2 separate regions of the Mus musculus genome follow, and region 1 is linked to region 2. The links are chromatin contacts, called in public HiChIP or PLAC-seq maps. All regions are on one chromosome and are shown on one strand. Each heading gives the region's core, a stretch centred on a gene start, on an enhancer-like site or on the middle of the called end of the contact. The rest is flanking DNA. Distances are from core to core; before and after follow the strand shown. Region 1 holds the start of Cbx6 (chromobox 6). Region 2 overlaps Sun2 (Sad1 and UNC84 domain containing 2).

Region 1 (2,875 bases), core at 301-2,800, 110 kb after region 2:
ACAAAACAAAAACAAAAACACCCCTAACTCTCCAAGATGGCTTCCCATGAAGTTCTTCGCTCTCTTGCCAAACAGGCTATGTTCACCATGCCCCACCCCATCTTCATTGGAACCTCCAGAAATATCAGGATTAGGGGTAGACAGGCTCAGGACCCGAAAGCTGGTAGTCCAGTGTGAATGATCAAATTCAGGTTGAAGTAATTTAAGGTCAAATTCAAGCCGGGCCCCCAAGTGCTATGGGAGAAGGTACAGAATACACTCCAAAGGAGGTGGGCAGTTATAGGGCATGGGAGGCCAGTGTTTTGCCAGGAGGTAAGCCTATCTATACTCAACAGCTCCAAGACTCTAAATCACAAAACAGGCCAGTGTGTTCAAGGCTGGAGGAGATGAAGGGTCTCACTAGCGAAAAGAACTTCCCAGTCACCTCCTCCCCTGAGTATGCCCCACCTGCTTCACTCACCCGCTTCCTGGAGCACAGTCGATCCCCCACCCCCAGTTCCTGGTTTCATCCCTGATTACCCCACTCCCAGGCCCCTCTGGCTGGGCTGGCTACGGCCCGCTGCCAGGGACTTGTCAGGGACTCACAACCACCCCCTGCCCAGCTGGGGCCCCTCTGGAAAAGCCTGCCCGCCTAGGCAGCGGCGGATCTGTCCCTCCCTTGCAGGCCGGCCCTGTGCTGCGCCCTGGCTGGGGGCCCGAGCGGGGGCTGCTGGGGCTGGGCCAGGTTACCTTTAGGAGGAAAGTTTTGGGTTTAGGTCCCCTCTTCTTGGGCCCATACAGCTCACGTTCCCTTTCCCTGTAGTCAAGAAACGCCAAAGATGAAAAAGGGTCCCTTCCTGGGCCCCACTCCCCGACCCTGCCCGCCTTTCCCGCTTCCCTGCGCGGCGCCCCACCGCGCCTGCCAGCTTCTCCAACTCACTTCTGCTCGAAGGCTGCGATGAGCCTCGAATCCAGAATGTTCTCCTCTGGCTCCCAAGTGCTGTACCTGCCGAGTCACGCGTACAGAAGAGCAAAATGAAAACCCAAGGGGCAGGGGCACACCGCGAGGGCTCAAGCACGCACCCCCTATCCAAGGCCCAGGTGTCTTCTTGCCGCCTCCCCAGTCCCCATGCCAACGACCCACGACACTCACTTGATCGCCCACCCTTTCCATTTCACCAGGTACTCGATGCGTCCCTGAAAAACAGAAAGGAAAAAAAAAAAAATAGGGGGTGGGGGTGGGGAAGATGCAGGGACGCGAGGAGGCGGCGGCGCGGGGGTGGCTGAGGGAACCCGGCTAGCCGGACCACTGCACCCCGAGGGCCCCGCGGGCTCCGACACCACCGCGGGGAACACAGGGCTGTCCCGGCCGAGGGCTCACCTTGCGGATCCGGCGTTTAATGATGGATTCGGCCGCGAAGACCCGCTCGCCTACTGCAGACAGCTCCATCTTGCTCAGCGGCACCCACAGCCCATAATACTCCCTGCTCCCGCGGCCGGTGCTGCACCGCTCGCGCACGCGCCCCAGCGCTCAGGCCCCCGGCGGGCGGGCGCTCGGCGGGGCGCGCGCTCGCGTTCCAGCTGCGGGCCGTCACGTGATGCTCCGGGCCTGAGCGCCGTTGCCAGGGCCTCCCCCTCCCCCGGGGCGGTTGCTAGGGAAAATGAGCGCTCGCGGGGCGGGGGCGCGCGAAGGCTCTTAAAGGGGCCTGTCCTCTCCCCCGCAGTCCTGGCGGGAGACCGATGGATGCTTGGCTGCTGCCAAGCCGAGTGAGGTGCAGTGCAATCCTACATTGTCCCACTTCATCCTGCAGGCCCAGGATCCCTGCCACCTCCTACCCTCCTTGTAACTCCTCATGCCAGAATTGCCAGGCCCTCGACAGAGAGATGCGATAGGCCCAGGAGTCTCTAGGCGCTGTGCATCCTCCTGCAGACGTTTGCAAACAGTTAAATATGATACAGCAGAAATGCATTCACTGCAGCTTTGCCAGGCCTTGTGGGGATTTCTTTAACACATCACCCCATCCATTATTTATGTATTCGTGGGAGTGTGGTTTTGTAACCGGTTCAGATAAGTTAAAACAAAAACGCCACAGCAGGAAGGGGGCGGCGGGGGGGGGGGGGTGACTGCAGAGGTGACCCAGGCCTGCGACCATGGTCTCAACACCTACAAGTAGACCTTGGCGAGTGTGTTTATAAACCAAAGAGAGAGAGGTCTCAAAAGAGAACCGCAGGGCATCCCAGATTGAGTCCAAAGCAGTCTTTCTTTGGGTCACTCAGCAGAACCCGCCTTCATGGTCAAATCTGTATTGGGATTTTCAGGCCGCAGGCCACAGCATAATTCTACAAACCACAGCTGCAGGAATGACTCCGCCATTGCTCCTGGGAGGCGCAAGTGGGATCTGGAACTTTCCCTCTTGGATGTAGCCCACCTCGCTGGAAACACACATTGAAAAATTATTTAATCGGAGTTTCCATTAGGCCAGTGGTCTTGTTCTTTGCAAAAAGAAAAAAAAATTAACCACATATAAATAAGGAAACGAAAGGGAAGGAGCAATTCATAACCTGTATTAAGTCATTGGGGTCCTCTAGCCCAGTTCTTTCCCTAAACTCGGGCCTGCATGAATATGCATAGATACATCACCTACTTGGAGAACACAGGCACACATGTTCTATCTATTTAAATGTTTAAGCACTATAGGGTTGTACTATTCACACTGGAGATGCTATCCTCCCTTAATGATATTGATTGGACATTAACACTGATTTTGCTCTGTTCACCTGTTGTCTAGGGCTGGGCTGGAGGAGGGGTGGGGATTTGTAAGGGTCAGGATTATCTTTTGATTTCATGATTGGCTTATTAGAATGGGGTGGGGGCACAGGGTTGTACAAGTCTCCC
Region 2 (3,022 bases), core at 76-2,575:
GATTCCAGGGCGTAATCCACCATTCCAATCCTGTCCTCACTGTAGCGCTGCAGGGCCTGCTTGACGATCCGGTGCACCTGCTAAAACATGCCCCAGGCAGACATGGGATGTGATTGGGGCATACCAGGTACTGCGTGCATATCCATGAACTGGCCCTGCTGAACTGGCACCAGTAGTACCCAAGCAGGCTTTGTTCATTCCACCACCCACACACACTGAGCCCAGAATCTACACCTGAACCTCCAGCCAGGAGGGTCTATCATGTCCTAACACACATGAAGAGCTGGCAGTGTGAGACTTCCAGGGGAGAGGCAGCGTGTTGGGGGAACAGTCATCCCTTACCTCCTCTGTCACCCCAACTATGCCTTCTTTCTGCAGTATCTGTCCCAGGGACGCTGCGGCCTCCCTGGCTGACTTGCCCTGCATCTCAGCCATCTTGGTAAGGATCTTGTTCTCCAGCTCCTGCAGCTGAGCGTGCATCTCATCTCTCTGCAGGAGCCCGCTGCGCGCACCCCTGTCTCCAAGAAGGAACTGCCTGATCCAGTCAGGGAACTGGGATTCCACCTACAGACAAAGGCAGTGTCACTCAGAAGCTTGCACTAATGGCAGGGGCAGCTATGACAGGGTGGGTGGGCTGTCACTGGAGGAGGAAGCAGAGCTGGAAGGGAAGGCTGGAGCCCCTGAGAGAGGTGTTAGAGGCTAGGAACTCTCCAGGGAACAGAGACTGGGATTGGAAAGCATTTTCCCCAAGAGCCTAGGCCTGCATCAGATCAGCCATGCATGCGCCTCTAGAACAACAGGCCAAAGACGCTGCTCCAGCTGACAGATGCCCCCTCCCAGGCAGGTGGTCTCAGAGGGGAGGTGATTAGTAGGGCTCTGGGTACTTCCCGCTCACATCAGCCCTGGCAGCCTGGATCTTCTGTGGCAGCAGGCCCACTTCATCTGCCACCGAGTTCTGCTTCAGAGTCAGGGCAGCCAGCTCCTGCCGCAGGCTGGCCAGCTGGGCTTCCAGCCGTCCCAGCTCCTTCACAGAGCTCTCCTGGAAGGCCTCCTGGGTCATGCTAGTTCCAGATGGAGGGAAGCAAGGTAAGGCCACACTGAGGAAGGATGAGGGACCCCTGACTGACTCCTGTCATAAGCTGGAAGCCCATCACTGTGTGTGAAGTGCCAGGGCTGCCCTTGGAGTCTGGCAGTAGAACACAGCCCAGGAGCTTGGGTTTGCCTGTCTCACAGCTAATTCTGACCTGATTCTCTGTAGGCTTGGACAGCACAGTTCACAATGCCACAGCCTGCCATGCCTTCACATCTAGGTCATAAGAGCAGAAGGCATACAGAAAAGACCAGCCCACAGGCTCCAGTTTCACTGCCGTGCCTGTCCCTGCCTCCCCAAGGCCTTACCAACCTGCCTTGTACCGTAGAGGCCATAGGCAGGATCCTAAGCTAAGTCTCAGTCAACCAGGCAGAACCCTAACGGGGTGGCAGAGCAGGCCATGGCCAGGTGGCTGCCATTACCTTTTCCATTCTGTCTTCAGCTGCTGGACTCGGGCTTCGGACTCCTAAGAGCAGCAAGAAAGGGCAAGAATAAGCCAAGATGAGTTCAGAGAAGTCTGAGAGTTCTACATGGGAGTGTTTGCTTAACCACGACCTTGAACGGGTGCCCCAGCGCTTTCAGCAAAGATCAAAGCAGGGGAAGTCCTGTGAGTCTCAGCCCTTATCAGACTCATTCCCACCTAGGTTATGTTCACTGAGCACAACACACTCAGCACAGACACCACCCTTGCACCATGCACATCCCGGGGTCACTGTGGACCGTCTGTCCAAGGCAAGTTCAGGCCCCAGAGAAGGCATGAGACTATCCCACCCCCCTCTACTCAACATCCCAGCAGTATCCATGGTAGAACCAAGGACAGATGTAATTGGGTGAGATCCCAGTGCAGGGCTGCATGCCTAGCCCACTGACCTGAGAGGCCTGGACGATCTTCTTGAAGAGATCTTCCGAGTCTTGGTGATGCTCTGCCCTCAGGGTAGCCAATTCTTCCTACCAGATATGAGGACTGGTTGTTTTGGGTGTTTTTTTTTTCTTCTTCTTCTTCTTGTTTTCTTTTGAGGCAGCATCTCTCTATATAGTTATGACTATCCCAGAACTCCCTCTGTAGACAAGGCTGGCCTTGAACTCAGAGATCTCCCTGCTTCTACCTAAGTGAAGTGTTGGGATTAAAGGTGTGCACCACCACACCAAGAGGGTTTGACAGCTGCCCTCGGAATACTTGTGACTAGACATGGTCTAACTGGGTTCCTTCTAGGGTTTTTTCCGGGAGTTTCAGCTCCTGGTCTTATCTACAAGGCTCTGAAATACAAGGAATACCACCTGTGCCTGACACGTCTCTCACCATGGAAGACGGATCATCTTCATCTTGACAGGGCACCTGGCAAATGGCCCTAAGTGACACACTACCATCTCCCCCGGGCCCCATGGGGCCTCCTACATCCCACATGACTGTCAGGGTTTTCTATGGCATTGCCTTTATGAAATGTGCCACCCCACCTCCAGGCAACAATGTTCTCCCACCTGGATATGAGCCACTGTGTCCCTGCGCAAGTCCTCCTTCAGGGTAGCCTCGCGGCGGCTCACCAACCCTTCTAGGAGAGACAGGGCATCTTCATGGCTCAGGCTACTGCCTCCTCCATGGCCAGCAGCCCCCTGCCGCAGCTCCAGGCGTTCCAGCCGTATGGCCTCCTTCTGCCAGTTGGAGGAAAAGTCTGCAGCAAGGGCTTCCAGACGCCGCTCCAGAGAGTGAACCCGGGAGAGAACGCGCTGCTCAGCCTGGTGGGCCGGAAAGACAGAGCATGGGCCCAGGGCAGCACACCACAGGCTTCCCGAGTATGCGCTGCTCAGCCTGGTGGGCCAGAGGAAAGACAGAGCATGGGCCCAGGGCAGCACACCACAGGCTTCCCGAGTATGCGCTGCTCAGCCTGGTGGGCCGGAAAGACAGAGCATGGGCCCAGGGCAGCACACCACAGG

What was found. HiChIP or PLAC-seq counts read pairs in DNA pulled down with a chosen protein or histone mark.
Region 1: an H3K4me3 HiChIP or PLAC-seq map of the SCID.adh cell line shows a contact between it and region 2, with 15 read pairs. The contact joins the promoter of Cbx6 here to the enhancer-like site in region 2. A contact is called at or near these places in 1 of 15 datasets of contacts at CTCF or cohesin (stem cell-derived epiblast-like cells), 2 of 484 Hi-C or Micro-C datasets (CD4 T cells and regulatory T cells), 6 of 115 datasets of contacts at active chromatin or transcription factors (the 230-238 cell line, the SCID.adh cell line, embryonic stem cells and 2 more) and 4 of 9 other capture datasets (adipose tissue, embryonic stem cells, liver and 1 more).

The regions. Positions count from the first base shown.
Region 1 is chr15:79,832,783-79,835,657 of GRCm38.p6, forward strand. Cbx6 (chromobox 6) reads right to left here and starts at 1,551. Exons shown (of 5, transcript NM_028763.3): 1 at 1,361-1,551; 2 at 1,133-1,176; 3 at 920-985; 4 at 730-796. The coding sequence starts at 1,429. Npcd (neuronal pentraxin chromo domain) reads right to left here and starts at 1,551. Exons shown (of 9, transcript NM_001013362.2): 1 at 1,361-1,551; 2 at 1,133-1,176; 3 at 920-985; 4 at 730-796. The coding sequence starts at 1,429.
Region 2 is chr15:79,727,521-79,730,542 of GRCm38.p6, forward strand. Sun2 (Sad1 and UNC84 domain containing 2) reads right to left here. Exons shown (of 18, transcript NM_001205345.1): 9 at 2,570-2,824; 10 at 1,961-2,038; 11 at 1,513-1,556; 12 at 896-1,061; 13 at 343-564; 14 at 1-80. Among named protein-coding and RNA genes, the nearest start is that of Sun2, 14 kb to the right of the region's middle. Within about 2 kb of position 1,326, at least 40 of the 459 cell types and tissues checked have an H3K27ac peak or open chromatin away from gene starts, as enhancers often do. A contact at or near this core is called in the SCID.adh cell line and regulatory T cells, where this site is marked.